Regions from separate parts of the Rattus norvegicus genome. Here region 1 is linked to region 2. Evidence: chromatin contacts called from public Hi-C data. All regions are on one chromosome and are shown on one strand. Each heading gives the region's core, a stretch centred on a gene start, on an enhancer-like site or on the middle of the called end of the contact. The rest is flanking DNA. Distances are from core to core; before and after follow the strand shown. Region 1 holds the start of Rtcb (RNA 2',3'-cyclic phosphate and 5'-OH ligase). Region 2 overlaps Syn3 (synapsin III).

Region 1 (3,372 bases), core at 91-2,590, 120 kb after region 2:
TTAATCAGCAGGGTGAGACTGCACTGAGGAACAGGAGATGGGACAGCCAAGATAGATATGTAAAAAATGAACAGAAGCCACACCCTTTGTTTAACTCCTTAGGCTACTGGGGGATAGAAGAGAACTGTGTAAGTACTTAACACCCTGGTCTGGCTACCCCTCCACTTTCATTTCTGTGGCCTTCAGAGCCACTCTATAAAGAATTATGATCCCATTTCATGGAAGTGAAAACAGAGGAATTTATCACACAAAGGTGGTAATGGCAGGGGTGGAAACCGAATCTTCCTGATGGTTACTGTGGTGTTCTTCACAGGGTAGGACTATCCTGCAAATCACTGCAAGCTCTCTTGCCCCAAGAGCAAGAGCCAATTGAGTTTAAAAGTACCCTCACAGGACACACTCCAAACAAAGCTGGGCTACAAAACACAACGATTCCCCAGCAACTGGAGTTCACTCATCTTTGCAGGGCATCGATGGCCAGAGCAGATTCCCTTCATAAACATTTGTAGAAATAAATGATACACTGTCATGATGTGCTTCTTTGGGATGCTCTTTTTGTAATGGAGAATGCTCGTTGTATATCCTCAATTTCATTCTTGATACATTACAGGTGTCAAATGTGTCGTTCGTTAGTATTTTGTCTTGCTCAGCTGTTTCACTAATGGGGGCATGAACTCCAAACTACACATTCTATATAGTTGTTGACCTGATCTGGAGTAAAGAGTTTTCAGGAGCTGCTCAAAAACATTCCCAAGCAGCATGTCTTCAATGGCGGTAGTCAGGAGATATTCGCAAGTGTATCTCTGAGAATTCGGGACCAACCTGGCTACATAGCGAGTTCCAGGCTCACCGAGGCTAAATAGCTTTACTCTAAGACCTTACTTTTAAAAACAAAACCAAAAACTTATTAAGACCTTACTTTAGAAAAAAAAGAGAGAGAGAGAAAGGAGGGGCGGGGGAAGAAGGAAAGGAGAGAGAGAGAGAGAGAGAGAGAGAGAGAGAGAGAGAGAGAGAGAGAGAGAAGAAAGGGAGGAAAGAAGGAAAGAAAGATAGGAGAGAGAAGAGAGGGGGAGGGAGGGAGAGAGAGGGGGGGAGGGAGAGAGAGGGGGGGAGGGAGGGAGGGAGGGAAGAAAGGGAGGAAAGAAGGAAAGAAAGATAGGAGAGAGAAGAGAGGGGGAGGGGGAGAGAGAGAGAGAGAGAGAGAGAGAGAGAGAGAGAGAGAGAGAGAGAGAGAGAGAGAGAGAGATCAAAAGTCCAAGATTAGTGGTGTAGCCCATTGTAACATGATGGAAACGACTCGTGCGATGCGTTTTGAGCCTCGGCGCCTGCCATCTTCCCTCCTGGGGCGGAGCCGGTCGCGCCTGCGCACTGAGAGGCGGCGCTGCGTGGAGCCGGCGGACAGTGAGGCTGTTTCTCTTTCTACGTGTAGCCGGGAGGTATCGCTAGCTCGCCGCCACCATGAGTCGTAACTACAACGATGAGCTACAGTTCTTGGACAAGATCAATAAGAACTGCTGGAGGATCAAGAAGGGCTTTGTGCCCAACATGCAGGTGAGTGGGGGCAGTGGCCTTCGGAACTGCAGGCCGCGACTCCACCGCGAACCGGTCTCCTCCGCCCAGCGCCGGGCGGGCCGACCCCTGCAGGGTTCCACGTCTCCCTCCTCAGAGCCGACCCACAGACCCCACGCACGGGATCCACACACGAGGACAGTTGCAGCGGGGGCTCACGCGTGTTTTCCCCACGCGCCATCAGACAGGATGTGTTCCTGGTCTTTCGAGATTTCTGTGAACTTTTCCAAGTTGGCACCGCTAACCTGAAACTGTTCCTCTTGAGTCATGGTAGTTATTTAGAAAAGGTTTACAGATGGCATTCTCCAAACTTAACTGGCTTTTAATGTAACGACACATCGGCAAGATTCAGGCTTTTAATTTGCTTTTCGAGAAGGATCCCCGAGGATCAGTTGGTGGCTGACCTCTCTGTACCCATCAAGGAAGACAACCCTGACCTCTTGTCTAGCCCACTTCATTTTCTCAGCCTGGATGATATGTTTCCACTGAAGACTTGGGAGAGAGACCAGGATCTGAAACCCTGGGCCTGATGTTTCCACCATCGTTTGTACTCAGGGGTTCCGTTAAAGTAGAGGACGAAAACACTTGGGAGGTTTTGGCACATGTTAAGTGACTCAATCCCTTAAATGCCATGAGAATGCAGTAAGGGTTTGCAGCCCTTTTAAGTTACTGATAGGCTTCCCTTGGTGGCTTGGGGCTATAATCCCTGGAGACTGGGAAATGGAAGATCCTATGTGAGAGGACAGTTTATTATATGAAGCCAGCTAAAGTGACTTTAAATAAGACACCCTCTCAAAGCACAAAATTTTATCAAAAGTGGTAATACACGTCTTTAATCCCAGCACTCAGGAGGCAGAGGTAGGCAGATCTCTTAAATTTGAGTCCAGACTGGTCTGCAAAGTGAATTCAGGACTTGTTACACAGAGAAACCCTGTCTCGAAAAACAAACACACACAAAACTTCCTTTTGCACCACTCTACAAGGTACTAGGGAGGAAAAGTCCACAGCAGTGAAACAGTATTTTCCTTTGTTGTGTGGAAGAAGGGAAGGTTGGTTAGTAGAGTTACTTGCTAATTTTTTAAGTGACACATGAAAATTATACATTATATCCATATATATGGTGTTTTATTAATATATATGGTGGTTTTTTTTATAATGTGTAAGTTATATAATAGCAAAATCATGGTAGACATATATCTTCTCAGAAATTTTATGAGCAATTATTTTGATTTTGAGATAGTTGATTAGAATTTACTGGTTGAACATTTCCAATTTAAACCCAGGTCTAAAATGCTCTAAAATCTTTGTAGTTCATGGTTGTAAGTTTTTCTCTTAAAGGGAGTAATGTGGTAGTTTCATGCAGAATGAAGCACTACACTTGGGTTCAGACAATGTGCTTTTCTTTTCTTTTGTATCAGGTTGAAGGGGTGTTTTATGTGAATGACGCTCTGGAAAAGCTCATGTTTGAGGAGTTACGGAATGCCTGTCGAGGTGGTGGTAAGTACACTAGAGATTCTCATGTGTTGTGGGCAGCACCTTCCCTGGTCCCTGAAGAAAGGAACTCAACCAGTGTGGAGTAGTTTTAAGGAGTGAATCAAAGTCCTTATATATTTATGACCACAGGCTGGGGGCATGCTGCTGTATTGGAGTTTGGAGTTTGGGACTTGTTCTCAGATAACTGCACACAGTAATAGCCAGTGTCGCTGTTCATCTGCACTCACTGTGTGTCAGGCTCCTCATTAGATACTCTCTGTTATGTCATGTTTGTAATAACTAAAAAGGAAGATATTGTCTGTCTTGTAG
Region 2 (3,687 bases), core at 493-2,992:
CCATTTTCCACCACAGAGAATGCGGGGAACAATCCAGGGCAGAAGGCAATGGGTAAGATTGGAGGAGAGACTGGCAGGGTGCTGGGAGCCCAGGAGCACTGGGGACAGACTCTTGTAACTGCCGCTGGAGACTGCCTGGGACCCCAGAGAGCTCCATTTGGGGACAGTGTACAGCCTTTCTGGGACCCATACCCACACTCCAGTTTAATTTTCAGGCACTCCAGGTGCGTGACTCACGGTCCCCTGAAAGTCACAGCCAAGTGGGCCTTAGCAGCTGCCTGAACCCTTAGTTTGGTCGACCAAAAATAGACCCAGAAAAGACAAGAGACTTCCCCTAAGCAAGTCCATAGCAGAACATAGGCCTGGAACCCTGGCCGCCTCATCTGCCTGGTGCTTGGTTAGGAGGCCCCTGCAGCTATAGAACTCTCCATCCGTTTCCTCAGCCCTGACGAGGAAACCATGTAATCGTAGAACCTGCCTTGAAGGCTCATTCTAAGATAGGTCCCCGTGTAGCCCAGGCTACCCTCAAATTCAATATGTAGGAAGACCTTGAACTTTTGTTGCCCTTGCCTCTGCCTCCTGAATGCTGGAATCATAGGTGCTGGGGGTGGAAGCCAAGGCCCCAGGTATGCGAGGTGAGCACTGTCGTCACATTCCCAGCCCTGCAAAGTGACAGCACTGGCATCATCGATACCTGGGTCTTAGAATAGTGTCCCGTATCGCACCAGCGCTCAGTGACCCTGTACTGTCAAGGCCTTCCCATGGTAAACAGAGTTTACTGCAAGGACCTCCCCCCACCCATAGTTCCCCCAGGACACTGGCCACTCTGACTTTATGATAATTCTGGGACTAAGCTCTCCAGTGGGTCAGTTGAGTGAGCTCAGCAAAGACATGGTCACAGAGGGGCTCCTAGGAACGGGTGTGGTCCTGAAGGGTTTCTGGAGGAAGGGTGGACTAGATGTTTCGTGTTGAGTGAGGAGTTAGCCAGGTGAGGAGTGGGCAGAGAGAGCTAGGTACAGGGTCTGGAAGTAAGAATATCCGATTACCCCAGAGCTGGGCGAAGGGCCAGGGTTTGGCAGGGTGAATCAGGTGACAGACAGGGGAAGGCTGAATTCCAACGGTAGAGGAAAGAGGTGACAAACACAGCTCTGTCCCAAGTCCACCAAGACTTTATGTCCCCTTAAGACCATCAGCTGCCTGTACCTCGTGATCACCTGGCACACTGACTCACACCTCTGCGCCTCAGTTTCCCCATCTACTACAAAAGTAGACTGGGCCAACGTGACTTCCCAAAATGCAGCCCCTTCTTCCTTAAGGACAGCCTGGTTCCCAAGGAGAGTTTCATTTTAGGTCTGTGTCCAGCTGGGAGCCCCCAGAACAATGTTTTTCCTCTTTTGTCTTCTCTGTTAACCCTGGGTCACTTCCAGCCTGTGTCAAATTGTTAGTTGTTGTTCTAATTGAGCCCCCACCAGTTCCCAGCTCTGAGGACATCTTTAACCTTGGGCCAGAAGAGAGAGGGCCAGCCCCAGCTCTGGGAGGACAGTGGAGTGGGAAACGAGAGGGTGGGAAATGAGGGGGCAGAGACTGACGCCCCAGAGTACAGAGAAGGTCAACACGTGCTCCCCAGCCCTGGTCACGTTGCTGGACTCCAGGGTGTGGAGGCTGAGTGGAACTGAATCCAGGGAGCCCTTCACAAGGAACTAGAGAGAACTGCGTGTCTGCTGGGAGCCCAGACAGCAGGAAGTGCCCAGCTGGGTGCGTTGCATGGAGAACATTGCCATCTAGTGGTCATTCTGCCTTGAGCGCAGTGTCAACACTCCAGAAATAAAAAGCCAACTTCAGGGTTCTTCAACCTCCTCTCCTCCCCCACACCAGGTCATGGACAGTTCAATGCCACTGATTGGAGAACATGTGGAGGAGGACAAGCAGTTAATGGCTGACCTTGTTGTTTCCAAGATGAGCCAACTCCTGGTGCCAGGGGCCTCGGTGCCCTCCCCCCTGAGACCTTGGGTAAGGTTTTCTTGAGATAACCCCAGGCAGGCATCCTATAGGAGAAGGGGGTGGGGACAGAGGCTGGCAAGGGCCTTGCAGGGACCCTTTCTTGCTCATCTCTCCTAGAAAGAAAACTCCTGTCCCATCATCTTTGGATTGATTGATGGCAATGTTCATCTCTCTGTCTCCATGTTGGATCTGAATGGAGATGTGTGAAAGAATCCAGGCACACAGATGCCCTATGTTCCCAGTGCACAGGACAATAGAAACTATTGTGTCTCAGGCTTCCCATCCCCCGACCCAGCAATCGTCAGCCTTCTGGGAAAGCAAGTTTCAAATCTTTCCCCCAACACCAACCCCTACTTATCCCACAGAAACCCATCTCTTCATACACACAGGAATAGTAGTTGAACTCAAGGGGCTTCTAGGAGCCAGGAGGCATTTGCAGCATCTTCCGTGGCTATCCTAAAAACCTATCAGGAGGTACACTGAAGAATCATGCATTGTGTACTTTACATCAGTGATTTTTAAAATAAAGATGTATCTAAGGCTTTGCCTCCTACCAGAATTACTGTAGCCAGGGGCTTCCTTCCTCTTCTCTTACTCTAGGGTCCACAGACTAAATCTGCAAAATCTCCAGGGCAAGGCCAGCTAGGACCTCTGCTCGGACAGCCCCAGCCAAGGCCACCTCCACAAGGTAAGATGGGGCAGCCACTGAGAAACACTGTATCAATGAAACTGAAATGCAGTGCAGAGGACTGTGAGGTGTCTCAGTGATAAGAACACATTCTGTGCGAGCATGACAACATGAGTTCAAATCCCCATCACACAAGTAACAAGCTGGACATAGCCAAACATGTCTGTATTTACAACACTGGGGGAAGGGAGGGACAGGCAGTTCCTGGGAACTGGCTGACCAGTTAGTTTAGCTCAATAAGAGATGCTGTCCAAAGCAGTGGTTCTCAACCCCTCTGGGGTTGCATGTCAGATATCCTGCATATCAGACACATACATTATGAATCATAATAGTAGCAAAATTACGGCTATAAAGTAGCAACAAAAAGAATTTTGTGGTTGGGTGGTCACCGAACCCTGAGGAACTAGATTAAGGGGTGGCAGCATCAGGAAGGTCGAGAGCCACTGGTCTAGAGGGAGTAAGGTAGGAAGCAAGAGAGGAAGACACTCAGTGTCCTCTGACCTCCACGTGTACACACATACACAGAGCAGCTAACTAATTAAATCAATAACAGTGGGTTGCTGGAGACAGTCTAGCCCAGTGGCTCTCAACCTTCCAGATGCAGCAACCCTTTAATACAGTTCCTCCTGTTGTGTTAACTCTCAACCATGAAATTATGATCTGAGTTTTCTGATGGTCTTGAGCGATCCCTGTGAAAAGGTTGCTCCCCCCCCCCCGCAAGGGGCTATGATCCATGAGAACTGCTGGTATAGACAATCCATTCCTAATGCTTTATCCTTACTATTTATATATACTCCCTCCGTCTGCATGATGAGGACCCCAGGAGGGATGCTGTCCTCCTGAGGTCAGGGAAAGGAGTTGGGAAAAGAGAACAGAAGGATTGCTAAGCATTTAACATGTCAGCCCCTGTTCTGGGGCCACTCCCTTCTGCACTGGAATTCATCCTCCCAGCCGCTCTGCAGAGGAAGTGTTAGCATTTCCCTTCCCCAAGTAGGAAG

The links. Hi-C and Micro-C count contacts between places; a contact is called where the count stands out from the background.
Region 1: a contact with region 2 is called in a Hi-C map of frontal cortex, with 1.8 times the contacts expected there. The contact joins the promoter of Rtcb here to the enhancer-like site in region 2. A contact is called at or near these places in 6 of 12 Hi-C or Micro-C datasets (the A7r5 cell line, the Rat2 cell line, Schwann cells and 3 more).

Annotation. Positions count from the first base shown.
Region 1 is chr7:19,794,053-19,797,424 of GRCr8, forward strand. Rtcb (RNA 2',3'-cyclic phosphate and 5'-OH ligase) reads left to right here and starts at 1,341. Exons shown (of 12, transcript NM_207614.2): 1 at 1,341-1,551; 2 at 2,988-3,066. The coding sequence starts at 1,459.
Region 2 is chr7:19,678,464-19,682,150 of GRCr8, forward strand. Syn3 (synapsin III) reads left to right here. Exons shown (of 14, transcript NM_017109.2): 11 at 1,876-2,010; 12 at 2,602-2,689. Among named protein-coding and RNA genes, the nearest start is that of Fbxo7, 45 kb to the right of the region's middle. Within about 2 kb of position 1,743, at least 49 of the 93 cell types and tissues checked have an H3K27ac peak or open chromatin away from gene starts, as enhancers often do. A contact at or near this core is called in the A7r5 cell line and Schwann cells, where this site is marked.